Linked DNA regions of Xenopus tropicalis: region 2 is linked to region 1. A link is a contact called in public Hi-C data. All regions are on one chromosome and are shown on one strand. Each heading gives the region's core, a stretch centred on a gene start, on an enhancer-like site or on the middle of the called end of the contact. The rest is flanking DNA. Distances are from core to core; before and after follow the strand shown. Region 1 holds the start of tmem158 (transmembrane protein 158). Region 2 overlaps cntnap2 (contactin associated protein 2).

The links. Hi-C and Micro-C count contacts between places; a contact is called where the count stands out from the background.
Region 2: a Hi-C map of neurula embryo shows a contact between it and region 1, with 1.9 times the contacts expected there. The contact joins the enhancer-like site here to the promoter of tmem158 in region 1. A contact is called at or near these places in 2 of 5 Hi-C or Micro-C datasets (brain and neurula embryo).

What each region holds. Positions count from the first base shown.
Region 1 is chr6:54,981,283-54,988,370 of UCB_Xtro_10.0, forward strand. It overlaps tmem158 (transmembrane protein 158), which reads left to right and starts at 5,402. Exons shown (of 1, transcript XM_002938309.5): 1 at 5,402-6,603. The coding sequence starts at 5,513. The coding sequence ends at 6,406. It overlaps LOC105947665 (a long non-coding RNA gene), which reads right to left. Exons shown (of 2, transcript XR_001171096.3): 2 at 1-2,198.
Region 2 is chr6:55,275,767-55,283,275 of UCB_Xtro_10.0, forward strand. The region is part of intron 21 of cntnap2 (contactin associated protein 2); the gene reads right to left. Among named protein-coding and RNA genes, the nearest start is that of cul1, 74 kb to the left of the region's middle. Within about 2 kb of position 5,920, at least 1 of the 11 cell types and tissues checked has an H3K27ac peak or open chromatin away from gene starts, as enhancers often do. A contact at or near this core is called in neurula embryo, where this site is marked.

The DNA of each region.
Region 1 (7,088 bases), core at 4,152-6,651:
TCACCTCTTGTATCAGTTATTGGTTGTAATTCTGCATGTCCAATGCAGAAACTCATTTTTTGTACAGCACTGTGGGGATGTTAATAATAAAAATAATAATCTCACTGTTCAACTGCCTTTCTCTTTGTATTACTTTTTATACTATAAAATTCCTTCTCTTTTGTTCTGTTGAGCTACGGTCCTGTCAGACTTCCTAATATTAATTTTCATTGCCTAGGGTTAAAGTACTATGACATTTACAGGTCCTTAGCATTATACCAGAACATAATCATAAAAGAGAACAGTTTGGTGAACACATTATTAAATTTCCTTCAGGCCTGCCACGGGAAAGCCAATGCATGGGCAGATACATTCTTCATGATGAAACTACTATCACTTAAATCAAGTCAGGAGACTGTGAGCTCATGCGTATGCTTTCTTTACTGTCACAGCCCCAGTGAGAGAGAATCCTTACACCTGCTCCCACTTATTCCCAACAGGATTTAAACTGAGTGAAGGCAGAATTCTAGCAAACATAAATACTTATATAGTGGTGGTTACAATCGGTTTGTAAATTAACAAGTAGAAAAGAGGGTTGCTTTTCATATAGAAATATTTTGTTCTTCTGTTAAACCTTACAAATAGTTTTGATTTACATACAGAAGTTATACATATTAATATATATTAATAATACAAAAAAATATTTCATTTTGTTTCACGCCACAATTGCCACATGAAACAAACGTTAGAATAGGGTATTATCCTGGGTTCCATTAACTACTTTTAAATACACAGATCCTAAACCCAGGCAGTGGTGGTGTGATTTGTACTACTATTATGCATTGTGACTTCTCATTATCTTGTTTTAAACCCATCCTCCCCAATGGTTTAGTACAGATTAACAAGTATTTGCAATTCTCAAATGGTTTAGCCTTTTTAAATTGACCTTTAGCATCAGTTACTTATTGTAGCCACATTTACAGCACCGAAGAACTGTGTGAGAAGCTTCTAAGCTCTTTCTAAAGATTCTCTCTGGAATTCTTTGACCTTATTAAATGCATTGCACGATGATCCTGTTTCTTGGAAGAAAAAGTAAAATAATAAGATCAAATTTTAATGAGTCAGCTCATTGATTGTGAATACTTGAAATTCTGAGATCTACAATCACGGTCATGAATTGCTTTTTGTATGACTGCATTACCAAGGAGAGAAAGAGAATTTCTAAGTAACATGTAATGCTGTCGTTCTATGAAAAATATTCTCATCTTTTTCTATCTGTTGCATCTTGTGATAGTTGTATGAAGTTTTAATAAATTGAATTAGACCTGGGTTTCTTTAGACTTCAAACTTGAGTTTTGAGAATAGCATCACATGCTCACGTCACTGCTTTCTAAACTAAACCAAAGGTGTTAGAATCACCCCCCCCCCCCCCTCAATTTTTACCCCAGTTCCAATTTTTAATGTAAGCCAGTGGGAAAAAGCACTGAAAGTTACTCTTTCCAGATCCCCCAGACAGAGTCATTATCTGCAGCTTCTTGAGAATAACATCACATACTCCTAGTTCCGATGTATAATGTAAGAAAGTGGGAAAAAGTAATGAAACTTACTCATCTCGGATCCCCCAAGCAGAATCATTATGTGCAGCTTCTGTATTAATCTATAGGAAATGTTTTTGTTGAGTATTATGTAGCATTGACAGGCAGACCTCAGCTTACAGATGCTTAAGCAAGCATTCACCCTAGACCCTACCCAAATGTTGAGCGAAGTCCCCCTTATAGAATGGTTACAGATGAATGAGGTCATTGCTATATCAATCTAACTGCAATAGTCCCACCAATATTTAGCAATAAAATAATTAGTTGCAAATCTGTCTTATGGCCTTACCTGCAATTTAAGTTCATGGTATCCATACTATTCTAGATTCTTTCCTAAAATCTACAGCATTTTTTAGTTGTTTTTCAGTAGTTCTTCAGTAGTTTGGGAGTGTAACGTTTCCACTTTTGTAAGTATATTTCACGACAACAAAAATTATTTCTTTTTATTATAAACTGTACTGTTGGCACTCATAATTTTTCTTCTTTTTAGATTGTTAACACAGTGTTTGGGGAGCCTTGTTCCCAAGCTGAGCTGCAATTGGACCTTCTTCTGTTCTTCTGTCATTCACCATAAGCTAAGGTCCATCTCGAAGGACATCATTGTGAGTCAGTAAAAAGCTTTATCTGTGAAGTGAATGTTGTAGTTCAAATAAATAAACTTCAAATATAAAAACACTAATGCAGTAGAATATTAAAGGCAGGATATATTTTTGTTTCAAGTTTTTTAAGCATTTAAGAGTATACTGTATTTTATCCTTATGCCATAATATCAATCCAGCAGTCAGATAAAAACACACAACACTGTATAGCTGACCCTTTTATTCCATCAACTTTCTACTGATCCAGTGTCAGTGAAATAAAATAAAAACTATGCTCCAGTACAAACATACACATACTTGAATTCTTATAGAAACAAGAAAAATCCTTTTTTTGCGCTTACAGTAGCCAAAAAATGTGTACTAAGTTAGTACTTACCTACTAACAGTTCTCTGGAATATGTGATAGCAATAATAATTTCCGTCTTAAATATGCCCCTTCAGGCCTGGGCCTAGGGTGGCACAAATTTAGGGGCAGCATGCCACCCAGCTGCACTCACATATGGATCACTGGGCACAGGACGCTCAGAAAACTTCATTGCATCCTGTCCCCAGTGCTCTATATGTGAGCTAAATGGATGCGCATATGTGTGATCCTGTGTGGAGGGGGTCTCTGTGTGCCGTAATTAGAAATCCGGCATTAGTTAATGTATCGCCCACTATTTGAATGCAGAATATTTTAAAGACAGCATCACATTACAATCTATATCAGTGCTGTCCAACTTCTGTGGTGCCGAGGGGTGGAAATTCTCTAGCATAAATATTGGAGGGTCGCTAATGGAAGACAGTTTTGACCACTCCCCTTTTTTAAACCACACCTACTTCAAACCACACCCATGTTATCACAAGACCATGCCCACATTAATGGTGGTAGCACAGCAAAAACCCAAATGCTTGGTGCTATCTGCAGGGATATCAACCATCATTCATCTGTGAAAGAATTATACTATGTCATATTAAAATCCATTTGCTTCTTCCTCCCCCTGTGGATAGCACAGCAACCCCCCGCACTGCTACACAAAGGTAAGCCATCAAAGCAACCAGACAGGTGGGGGGGCACCAGTTGGACAGCAAAAACCCAAATGGTTGGTGCTCACTGTGGGGATACCAACCATCATATGTGAAAGAATTTTATGACATATTAAGACACACTCTTAAATCCATATGCCTCATCCTACCCTGTGGATAGCACAGCAACCCCCAACACATAATTACACACCTAGGGACAATATAATGGCTATTTCCAGCTACTAACAAACTCCCAGAACAAACCCCTTCCAGGTTCCCCTCCCACAGGCAGCATAAGGCAGGCAGAGCATGGCACACACAGACAGTACTCTGCCTACCTTATGCTGCCTGTGTGTGACATACTCTGCCTGCCCTATGCTGCCCCTGTGTGCCATAATCTACCTGCCCTACCCTGCTGTGTGTGTCATAGTCTGCCTGACCTATGCTGCCTGTGCGTGTCATACTCTGCCTATCCTATGCTGCCTGTGTCATACTCTTTCTGTCCTATGCTGCCTGTGTATGCCATACTCTGCCAGTCCTATGCTGCCTGTGTGTGTCATAATCTACCTGCCCCACTCTGCTGTGTTGTTCCATACTCTGCCTGTCCTATGCTGCCTGTATGTGCCATACTCTGCCTGCCCTACCCCACCTGTGTGTGCCATGCTCTGCTTGCCCTTAGCTGCCCGTGTGTGCCATACACAGTACATACAGTGACACAATACTGGCACTGCTCCTACAGTCTGAGGTGTGAAGAGGTGAACAATGTGGGGGTTTACAGCCTGAGGTGAACAATGCAGGGATTAAAAGGTGTGAACAATATAGGAGATTATATGTTTAAACAAAACAGGGGAATTAAATCACTGATCTATATAATTATATACATGAAAATCCCATGTTAGACACTGAACACAGATTCCCTTGGAGTATGCTGCATGGCTATTATCTGTACTATATTTCAGATATATGTAGAAAACTACATTTTAAAGGACTATAATCATCACAAAGTTATTTTGTTTATATCTGCCTAATGAGAAACATACCCTAACTATGCCAGCTTTTGTCTCTTCCCTCTGCCAACAGCCACCACAAGAGCTGTTCTGCGTGTGACAGTTATGACAAGTGAACAAGCTCACTATCTTTTACAGATCTGTGCACTGACTAGTGCCATGTGAGCAAGGAAAGGTTCCATTACTTTGTGGGGACCTACAGTAACTATACATGGTGTGTGCCAAGGCTGTAACACTGAAATGCTATGTTATGACCTGAATGGTGGAAATATAATAATATATTTATTATGATTCAATGTCATTTTTTTCAAGAATAATATCACCTAATGCTTAATCTCTGTTGCTGCCTTAAGTGTCAGGGGATCCACACAAAGCCAAAGCAATGTCAGATGTAAACCTGCCATATCTTTGGCTTTGTGTGGGTCCCCTGGTGTCTAATGCAGCAACAGCAGTGGAACATTTTGGGAACCTCGGTGCGGGGGCAAGATACTGCTTAATCAAAACAACAGTAGTCCATAAAGGCAACTATAATGCAAATAAAAATGTAAAGTAGAGGAACTGCTATTTTTACATGGACCTAATTTGCCTAGCTTCTACTATAGGGACAATGAATATCTTTTTAAAGTGATACTGACACTAAAAAACTACGATCCTTTTCTGCTGATAGAGCTGCTTTTGTAAGTAATTGTTACTTGAAGTCCCTACACCTGACTGTTTTGCCAACCTGACTGTCCTCTCAGCCTGTCAGTTATAGCTTCTAATGCTGATGGACTCCTGCTGCACAAATATGGCAGCCCCCTCATAGGGGAACATGGGGATCAGAAGTAGAATCTAATTTAGAAGCATCAGGCAAATACTTGACAACATTATAAAAATCATGCAGTATCACATCACACTGCCTTATTCACTGCATTGTTGTTCTGCTTCAGATGGACGCTGAATATAGTTTGGGTATTGGGGAAAATGAGGAATTTGAGTAAATAGCCATTAAAATCATGTTTCTACTCACAAACTATGGAGTTTCCATAACATAAACTTGTGTAATACATTCATATTAAATGTAAGAAGGTGCTGGGGGTTTATTGGCTCAGACCCCCTCCCCCCCAAAGGTAAAAGAGTCTGTGTAACTGGGAGGGGATCCAGAAAGTGAAGGATCATCTGGTAATCCTGTAATCATCTAAATCAAAAGCTGAAAGGGAAAGGGGGGGGGGGAGTCGCAGGCGGAGAGGAGCTATCGCATTGCCAGGCTTTCTGTTCCCCGCCTGTGTGACTTTCCCTGTGCGACTGCCTATAAGCATGCAGCTGCCTCTATAAGTCGCACTGTGCCATGAGGGTGCTGAGCCGCTGCCCTCCCTGCAGCCTTCTCCGAGGGACACTCTCTCTCCTGGCAATTATCTGCACCCAGGGATGGAGCCAGCAGGGCCACACTGAGGAGGATGTATTCCTTCTGCCTATGAACTCTTCCAGCCGCTCCCTGGCGAACTTGGAAGCGGACTTAGGCAATGGGAAGGAGAGCGGCACTGAGAAGAACCTGGGGGCTAAGGGGGAAAGCCAAAGAGAAGGGAGCAGGAGTCTCCCATCCTCTCCCCCTCCTTCTCCAGGGAACACCTGGGAGCGCAGCAGAGACAGCCTAGCTCTGTCACCATCCCAGCCTCAGCAGCAGCAGCAGCCCGGGCCGGCTCAGTGCAACATCACCGTGCAGAGACTGCTGCTCACCTCGCTGCTAGTGCGCTGGGGACGCCAACTGGGATTCCAGTGCGACTTGTTGCTCTTCTCCACCAACAACCACGGGAGGGCTTTCTTTGCAGCCGCCTACAACCGTGTGGTGTCCCCCCTGGTCATTGAGCACTTGGGTGTGTCCGGGGCGCAGCAGGAGTTTCGCCTTTGCTTGGGCTGCGGATGGGCGAGGGGCAGAAGGAGCGGCCACCTGAGGCACTCACAGGCCTCCGGCGCCTTCTCTTTCATCTCCGCGGCCACTGACCCGCACAGCCCCCTGCAAGGGGAGTCGCTGAATTTCTGCTGCCTGGATTTCACTTTAGAGGAACTCAGAGGGGAGCAGGGATGGAGAATGAACCGCAAGCCCATCGAATCCACTTTGGTAGCTTGTTTCATGACTCTCGTCATCATTGTGTGGAGCGTTGCTGCCCTCATCTGGCCTGTCCCTATCATTGCAGGCTTCTTACCCAACGGTATGGAACAGAGAAGGACAAGTAGCAAGTAGCCTTCCCTTCCCAAACCTTTTGTTGTTCTGCGTGGAGAAAGAAATACCCATTATTCACTTATTTTTTCTGGACAATGCAGAAGCCTGTGCAATACACTAATTTATACTTGTCTACTTTTAGCCACCAAAAATTGAATATTTAAATACAGTATATCATACATTTAGTATGATGTAGAGAGTAATATTGTGAGATCATTTGTAATTGGTCTTAATTTTTTATTATTTGTAGTTTTTTAATTATTTCACTTTTTGTTCACCAGCTCTGCAGTTTGCAGTTTCAGCAGCTATTTGGTTGCTAGGGTCCAAATTACCTTAGCGACCAAGGAGCAGTTTGAATGAGTGGATGGTAAATGAATAGGGAGGGCCTGAATAGGAAAAACAAGTTATAAAAAGTAACAATAACAATAAAACTGTAGCCTTACTGAGCAATAGCTGCAAAGCTACAAAGAAAAGAAGTTGAAGAAGTCAAAGAGACAGGGCCGGAACTAGGGGTAGGCAGAAGAGGCAGCTGCATAGGGCGCAACGATTGAGGGGCGCCAGGCAGGAGCCTCTCCTGCGTACCCCTAGTGCTACTTTGTCATTGCCTCCGCCACTTAACATTAGCGGTGGAGGCAATGACCGATCGAATCGCACCGCCCCCCCCTGCCCCTCCTCCTGTGCTTTGGCGCACATGTGCCGTTCG
Region 2 (7,509 bases), core at 4,670-7,169, 300 kb after region 1:
CAATTGTACTTTGATAAATGGGCCCCTTGGTGTTTGTTGGTGGATGTTAGCTGCACATTCAATACTTTGGGGTGCAGGCACAATTATAGGATTTTTCAAGCAGATTGTCAGCCTAACAATCTGCCTTGTGGGGCCTTACCCGAGTGCTTTCATTTGTAAATACATCTCTGCAGTGTTGGAAAAGGGCAAAACCAGAGATGTCAATCAACCCTGTGTCATGAGGGAAATAATGATCCTGCTTTGTTTTATAAGGCCTGAATTCGTCTTCACACTAAATCATAACCTGAAATAAGGTCTAAAAAAAAACAGGAGTGGATCATTATCTCCCTTATGATATGGGGCTTATTGACATCTCTGCAAAACAAGTGGATCTCTGAATGGCAATGTCTGAGCTAACTATGAGAGCAGGCAAATATTTGCAGGCTGCAGATCCACAGGCCATTCATAGATAGTTTTATTGTTCTAAATTTGTACCATCTGCTCAGGTCTAGTTTCTACTCCATCCCAAAGGGGGGATATTTCATTTGTTAGCTAGGGTAGCAAGCCATGTTGCCTTTACTTTATTGGAAGGTTTTATTCAGAAACATTTACTTCCTCTTAGAAACACAGGGATGTTATTAATTATTTGGAAACCCTTTATTTACAAAGAGTTTTATTAAAGCAACAATTCAGAATTCATATTCCAGTTTTCCTTTTACCTCTAATAAACTAATGGTACTTTGTACATTAAGAAACTACAATTACAAAGACAGAGGAAATTTGACTCTTTAGACAATGTGCAAAGCCTGGGTAAGCATTTTTATCTGTCAGAATATTCACAAAACAACAAAACACTGCACCGACTGATCTTGGTTAGTAATTTTGCCGTGATTTGCATTGCCTAAAAAAAAAAATACTTGGATATAGTGAATATATATTTTGGGGGAAGCTGCACCCACACAAAAGCTTTGTATTCTGAAATTAACCAACTTAGGTTGTGCCAATTTGCACATATATTTAATAATTATACGATAAGGAACCCAAGTAAGCCAGTATAAAGCCATGGGCTGTGAGGCTGAATACTGGCAAGAGGTTTTTATAATAGAATTCGCTGAGCAGGCCCAGCAGTCTTGAAAATAAAAGATCAGTAAGACGACAATGATGCTCATTAAGCCCAAAGCTTCAGAATAAGTACAATAATAAAAGAGCTGGCCAAAGCGTATGCACCATACAAGATGTGCAAGACAGCTGCCAGATGAGCGAGACGGAAATGCATATGTCAAATGGGCTCCTAACAATGTGATTCTAAAAGAAATAGAATTTCATGGCTTTTTACATGTTTCCTCAGCTGACATTTATGTCACGGATTTCTCCCTAGAGTACTCTCCATTACCTCCTATTTAGATGGCTTCTCTCTGTTTGAATGGGGAACAATTGAACCAGTTAAGATAGGGTTTTTGGCCTGTGGCTCTCCGGCTGCTATATATCTTAGCATCTTATTAACACCTCCAACAAGCCAATTATAGGTTTTCAGCCTATAGTGATCATATTTTTGTATGAAAGTTTTGAATTTACTAATATTGCAGAACTGCATAAATGAAACCTGGATATAAAAGACAGATGCATTGGGAGTCATTTTCTTAATTAGTAAAATATTCAGAAAGAAAAAAAGCTAACTGACAAAAGTTATTCTGAAGTACAGGTACGGGACCCGTTATCCAGAAAGCTCGGGACCTGGGGTTTTCTGGACAAGGGGTCTTTCCGTAATTTGGATCTCTTACCACTGAAAAAAATTATTTAAACAGTAATTAAACCCAGTATTAATGTTTTGGCTCCAATAAGGATTAATTATATCTTAATTGGGATCAAGCACAAGGTACTGTTTTATTATTACAGAGAAAAAGAAACCATTTTTAAAAATGTAAATGGAGTCTATGGGAGATGGAACTTTCTGGATAATGGGTTTCCGGATAAGGGGTCCAATACCTGTATTACCATGCTTGTTGATCACTTGAGGTAAAAAGAAAGAAAAATAACTTTCAGAGGCTCAAGTAAAACAGTGCCTCCAGTGATGTTGACAAATCTTTGGAAGTTTCTCTCTGATGATGTTGATGGTGGTATTTAAGAAAGTTTGTGATTTGACCAATTTTATTTTTGTGTTGCTTGAACTATTTCAGTTTCATGTTTTGGAGTTCATAAGTCTAGAAATTAAACAGTTATTTGGTTGCTAGGGTCCACTTACCTTAGCAACCAAAACCTAGTAAGAATGAAAGACTTAGGGGTGATTTATCAACATTCAAATATAATTTTGTTCATGATTTGAGTTTTTTACATTAAAATTTGTGTCATGGTTCAAAAACTTGAATGTCTGTTATTTATTAAATGCGAAAAACCCGGAAAATCGAGTGTAAAAATTCGGCAGCTAAAAGATTGGTTCATGTAGAAGTCCTAGACAAAGTCAAGCCATATTTTCAATTAAATATTTTCGAGTGGAGGTATTCAAGTTTTTTTTATTCAAATGAGCTTTCCATATTAATAAATAAGCAAGTATTCATTTTTTTTAAAATGCGAGTTTATTTGAATTAGAAAAAAATCTTTTGAATTCACAAACTCGAAAATTGATAAATAAGCTCATTAAAGAAGAATATAAAAAGCTCCAAATAGATAAATGATTACAAATATTAATAACAATAAAATTGTAGATTCAGGAAAATATTTATCTATTTAGATAGTAAAAAGAAGTTGGAAGGGGTAGAACCCTAAGGGGCAGATTTAACAAAATGTGAGTTTAGAACTTAATACCTAAAACTCAACCAAGTGCTATTCATTTCTATGGGATTTTTAGAAGTGTATTTATCAATGGGTGAAATTTAGAACTCACTGAGGGTCATTTATAAACAATGGGCAAATTTGCACCTGGGCAGTAACTCATGGCAACCAATCAGATGATTGCTTTCAGTGTTCAACCTGCAGCTGGTTGTAAACCCTAACTGATCGGTTGCTATAGGTTACTGCCCAGGTGCAAATTTGCCCAGTGTTAATAAATGAGCCCCACTGTTTGATAAATACACTTCTAAAAATCCCATAAGAATGAATAAAACATGGCTGAGTTTTTATGTATTAAAATCTAAAAACACATTTTGATTTTGCCCCTTAGAGTCATTTTTATCAGAAATCATTATAAAAAAAACACAAAAATATACCAAACTAGAATGTGCACTATTTTTTATTAAAGAAATTTTGAAAACTTGATCACTTATAAATATAAAAAAAAACAAATGTGCAATTGCATTCTGCTTATTTTTAATGAGTTTATCAACTTAAAAACAAAAAACTTGCATTGAAGAAAAATCCTTAAACAGCTTTTTGATTCTGAAATTTTACATTCACGTTTATCTAGTTTTTGTGCTGTTGAGTTTTAGCTAAAAAAAAAAATATAAATTGGTCTCTTTGTTTCAGAGGAAGGTAAATTGGTTAATGAGAGCAGGGAAGCACGGATTTTGAGCTGTTATTTTTCGTCTGTTTACACAACTGAGGAACCAATAAGGGTTTCCTGTTTAATAGGCTTAATTCTAATAATGTAACTATTGATGGCTGGTTGAGTCAGGAGGTAGGAGACTAGAACATGTGAAAGTAAACAAAGGCATGGCAATGGATGTGATCTACTGTGGAGAACCTTAAATAAGTTAAACTTTGTGTGTTTCTCACACCATTCTATTCTGAATCCAGTTGTACTTTACGCCCCTTAGATGAGGTAGAAACAAACAATATAAATTATTTGTCTGTGGAAAATTAATAAAGTGTTAACTAACATTTTATCGAGAACTTTGATTTCCTATTCAATAAAGAAATGTATTTATGTTTATCCTCAAGTCAATTTGCAGAATGCACATTTCAGTGAGGAATACTATGTTATTATAGGTAAAAAGCAAAAATATGCAGTACTTGCACATATAAATTCAATGACTCATTGACTAGGACTGCAGTTTCCTGTTAAGAGCTGACTCTGTTAAGATGGTAGGGTCATTTACTGACCTTGGTTGTAAATTTTTTTTTACTATTCCACAGATACCTTGATTCAGCATTATGCTGCACATAAATAGGTCATACTGATAAATGCATGTTTTTATCTTCCCTAGTGCTCCAAAACATGCACAAAGGATGCAGAAAAAACGTGCCCTCCCTTAAAAATGAAAGGATCCGACAATCCCTGATTTCCAGGCCTATGGAAGCAAGGACCTTCAGGCACTTTTTTCGCCTCCAAGATAGGAGGTACCTTTGTACCCAACCCCCTGGCCATAAAACCTGCAGGTCCACAGTCTTCCACAGCAAGGGAGAGCCCCTTTTCCCCTGGGGTCAGCCAACACTTTCCCAGGGCTTCAACAATGCAGAGCAAATCCCTAATTTGTTAACCACACTCCAAAATCCAAGATGAACAAAAGCAAAAAGTAAAAAGTGATGAAAGTTGAACTAAATAATATAATGAAAGCTCAATTTTACATCCTTCGATTTTCAGTTTCCACCATTTTTTGGGGACCCACCAAATTATAATGCACGGAGATCCCTAATTTTACATTTTCCTTGTTTTTTTCCGATTACATTTGATCATTTGAATCTATCTGCCCAGCCAGAAGGCCAGATAGTTTGATATATACTTGAACAAAATATACTTTATTATATATAAACCTTGCCTAATGGCAGGAGAGGCTGTGTAACCTGCTGTATAAGCCATAATATGAATGCAGATGGCAACCTTGCTAGGCTAACCGATACAACTGCATTCTACTAAGCTTAAATAAAACTTAAACCCTGAATATCCTGAAACTTCTAGAGGGCTCATTAGTGCTAAGACTTTGTGGGATCATTTACTGTATATATGTTTATACTTAAGACAAATTAACAGTATTCTGACAAGTAAAGTTCTTTCTTTCATTCATTTCAGTACCTTTCAATATCTGATGCTGGCTTTGGCCCCCAAATTGTTGAGTTTCTGCAAGCAATAGAAGAGAAACTGTTTATTACAGGATAAACAAACTGCAGCTGTCAAGTCTCCACTACAGCCTCTGGAAGGCCGCAGATCCAACTTGATTCAGCATAAGAAAGCAGCTACTGAGTATGAGTTAGCCTTTATATACACAAGTGCATATTATAAATTTGTTTCATGACAGACATTAATTACATGTTTGTTGTGGCAAACCATAACAGTCTCAGTGGGATTTGCATGTCTTTTAGAATTTTTGAAGGATGTGATTTGTATTCCAGTAATGATTCATTTTTTAATTTTGACATAACTACTTTATTTTAGAATGAGCAGCTGTTCCTGGTTTGGAGAAGCATTGTAAGTCTTCAAGTCAAGACAAAATGAGGGGTGAAATTGTGAAAGAACATTACAAAGATAGTGTTAAATGAATGCCATTAAAGAGAAAATAAATTGTATTTCTGCTCAATTACTACTTTAAGCTATCATTAACATTATTGATTCAGCAGGCTTCTTATTGCAATGGCACATAGGACCACAGGATTAAGTTTGTCTAAAGGACAGTATTTCTGGGTACATTGTCACCAATGTGCAGTTTAAACAGAAGTGGTTAAGAAGGTTCGAGAGGGGAAATATTTGTAACGATAGATTGATTCTGTATAAAACAAATATTGAATTCTAATCACATTAATTTTGGAATTTCAGATATTAGAGAACAATATTTTATTCAAACTATTTTGCTAGACATTTACTGTAATGCAGGTATATACATTTCATATTATGTCGTCAGATTCTACTGCAGTATCATTTATCATGGTAGCTTTCTTATTCCCTAGCTGCAGCCTGGCTGGGAGAATAGCTAATGTGGGCAGCCAGAGCTGGCTGAAATCTATTGAACGGCACTGATCTGCCTCAAGGACATTGTAAAGGGCCTGGATTTCTTCCTGACAGTCTGCATTGTTATTATCCCTTTCTTTTAGGAAATGAATAGAGGCTGCATTGAGTGGGAATGTAGATGCTTAATTTGATGCTCTGTGGGGAGTCTTTAGGAAAGTCCCCCATGTGAACAATTAGGGCACAGTTATTACCTCAGGATCAATAATGGCAAAATTGAATGGTCAACAATGCAATCATACAGAATGCAGGGTTTAATTAACCTGACAGCAATACACAGAAATTACAATATATCCAATAAAAACTGCTTTGCACACAGTCTGCTGCCTCTGCCCTGTAACAGCCTCAAAAGAAAAGGTCTATGAAAGCTAGAAAGTGGAAAATCTCTCTATCCCTCTGCTGATTTATGCTGGTGCTACACAATTTGAACTTTTCTTACCATTGGTCCTTAGTTGTTTCTATTCTGGAGGGATTCCAGGGTAATCACTTGGTTTACTTGCCCTGCCCAAGTTTATTAGCAACTACTCTAATGTGATTTACCAATCTCCAATATATTTATACATACAATTAAGCCATAGCATATGTTCACTTTAAAGATGCAGTTTACTTAACTGTTAAGCTGGCCATACATGTGCAGATTTTAGTCTTTTTCCGACAAACATTTAAATGCAACAATCTAAAAATAACATTCAGATTAAAATTGTAGGATAAAGTACTAAAAATAACACACTGGAGGATGTTTTAAACATGAACTAGTTGGCAGACACCAATAGTACGAAAGTGACTTCCTGAGACTGCACTGTAGGTCCCCCAAGGACACCAGCGCAGATTTTATCATTATTTTCTAGCCTGTCAAGTTGACTAAATGCCATGGGATGACAATTATTAAAGGATAATTCGGAGCCGACATGCAGTCCAAGAATCATGTGAAACACATATGAAAGTTTTTATCCACGTCTGTATGGCCAGCTTTAATATGTTAGAGAACAGTAGACAATTTGCAGTCAGTCTTTTTTGTGGCTTATGAAATATTAAAATGTTTTGTTTGGAATTTTACTTTAGTACTTAATTATGCTAGGAATAAATGACCAATTTGGATGTCAAGAAAGCTCATATAATAAGAAAGCTTATAGTAAAATAATATATTAATTGGCTGACCAGCCTGATTTGGCCAAATGCAAGGTAATCCTTTTTTCAGGCAGTAGCAAACCTCCCAACATTTGAAAAACGCAAAGAGGGACAAAAAAAATTGTGCATGTAACGCGCCTAAAATATTTTGACTATGCCCATTTTTGTGACCTTTAAGATGCAAATCTCAATTCCCCCAAGAGACCTGTTTACCATATTAGTTACAATTGTATCTAAGTGCAGGTGTTGACTGTTAAGTAGTCTGGGCTCTGGGCTGCTAAAAGCCTACTTATCAAATTAAGTTTGAAAAACATTGTATCTTTTTTAGTGTTCATCAAAGAGAAATGAGGGCCTTTTCAATAATAATCTGGGACTGAGGGCTGAGCTAGTAAAATTTGGATTGTCCAGTGAAAGTTGGGAAGTATGCAATAGGCTGACCTGCCAGATCACACAGTGATAGTCATATGTGAGTACACCCTATAAGTGGGAAGTGTGAGTCTGAAGGTTATTTGTGATTACCAAACAATTGT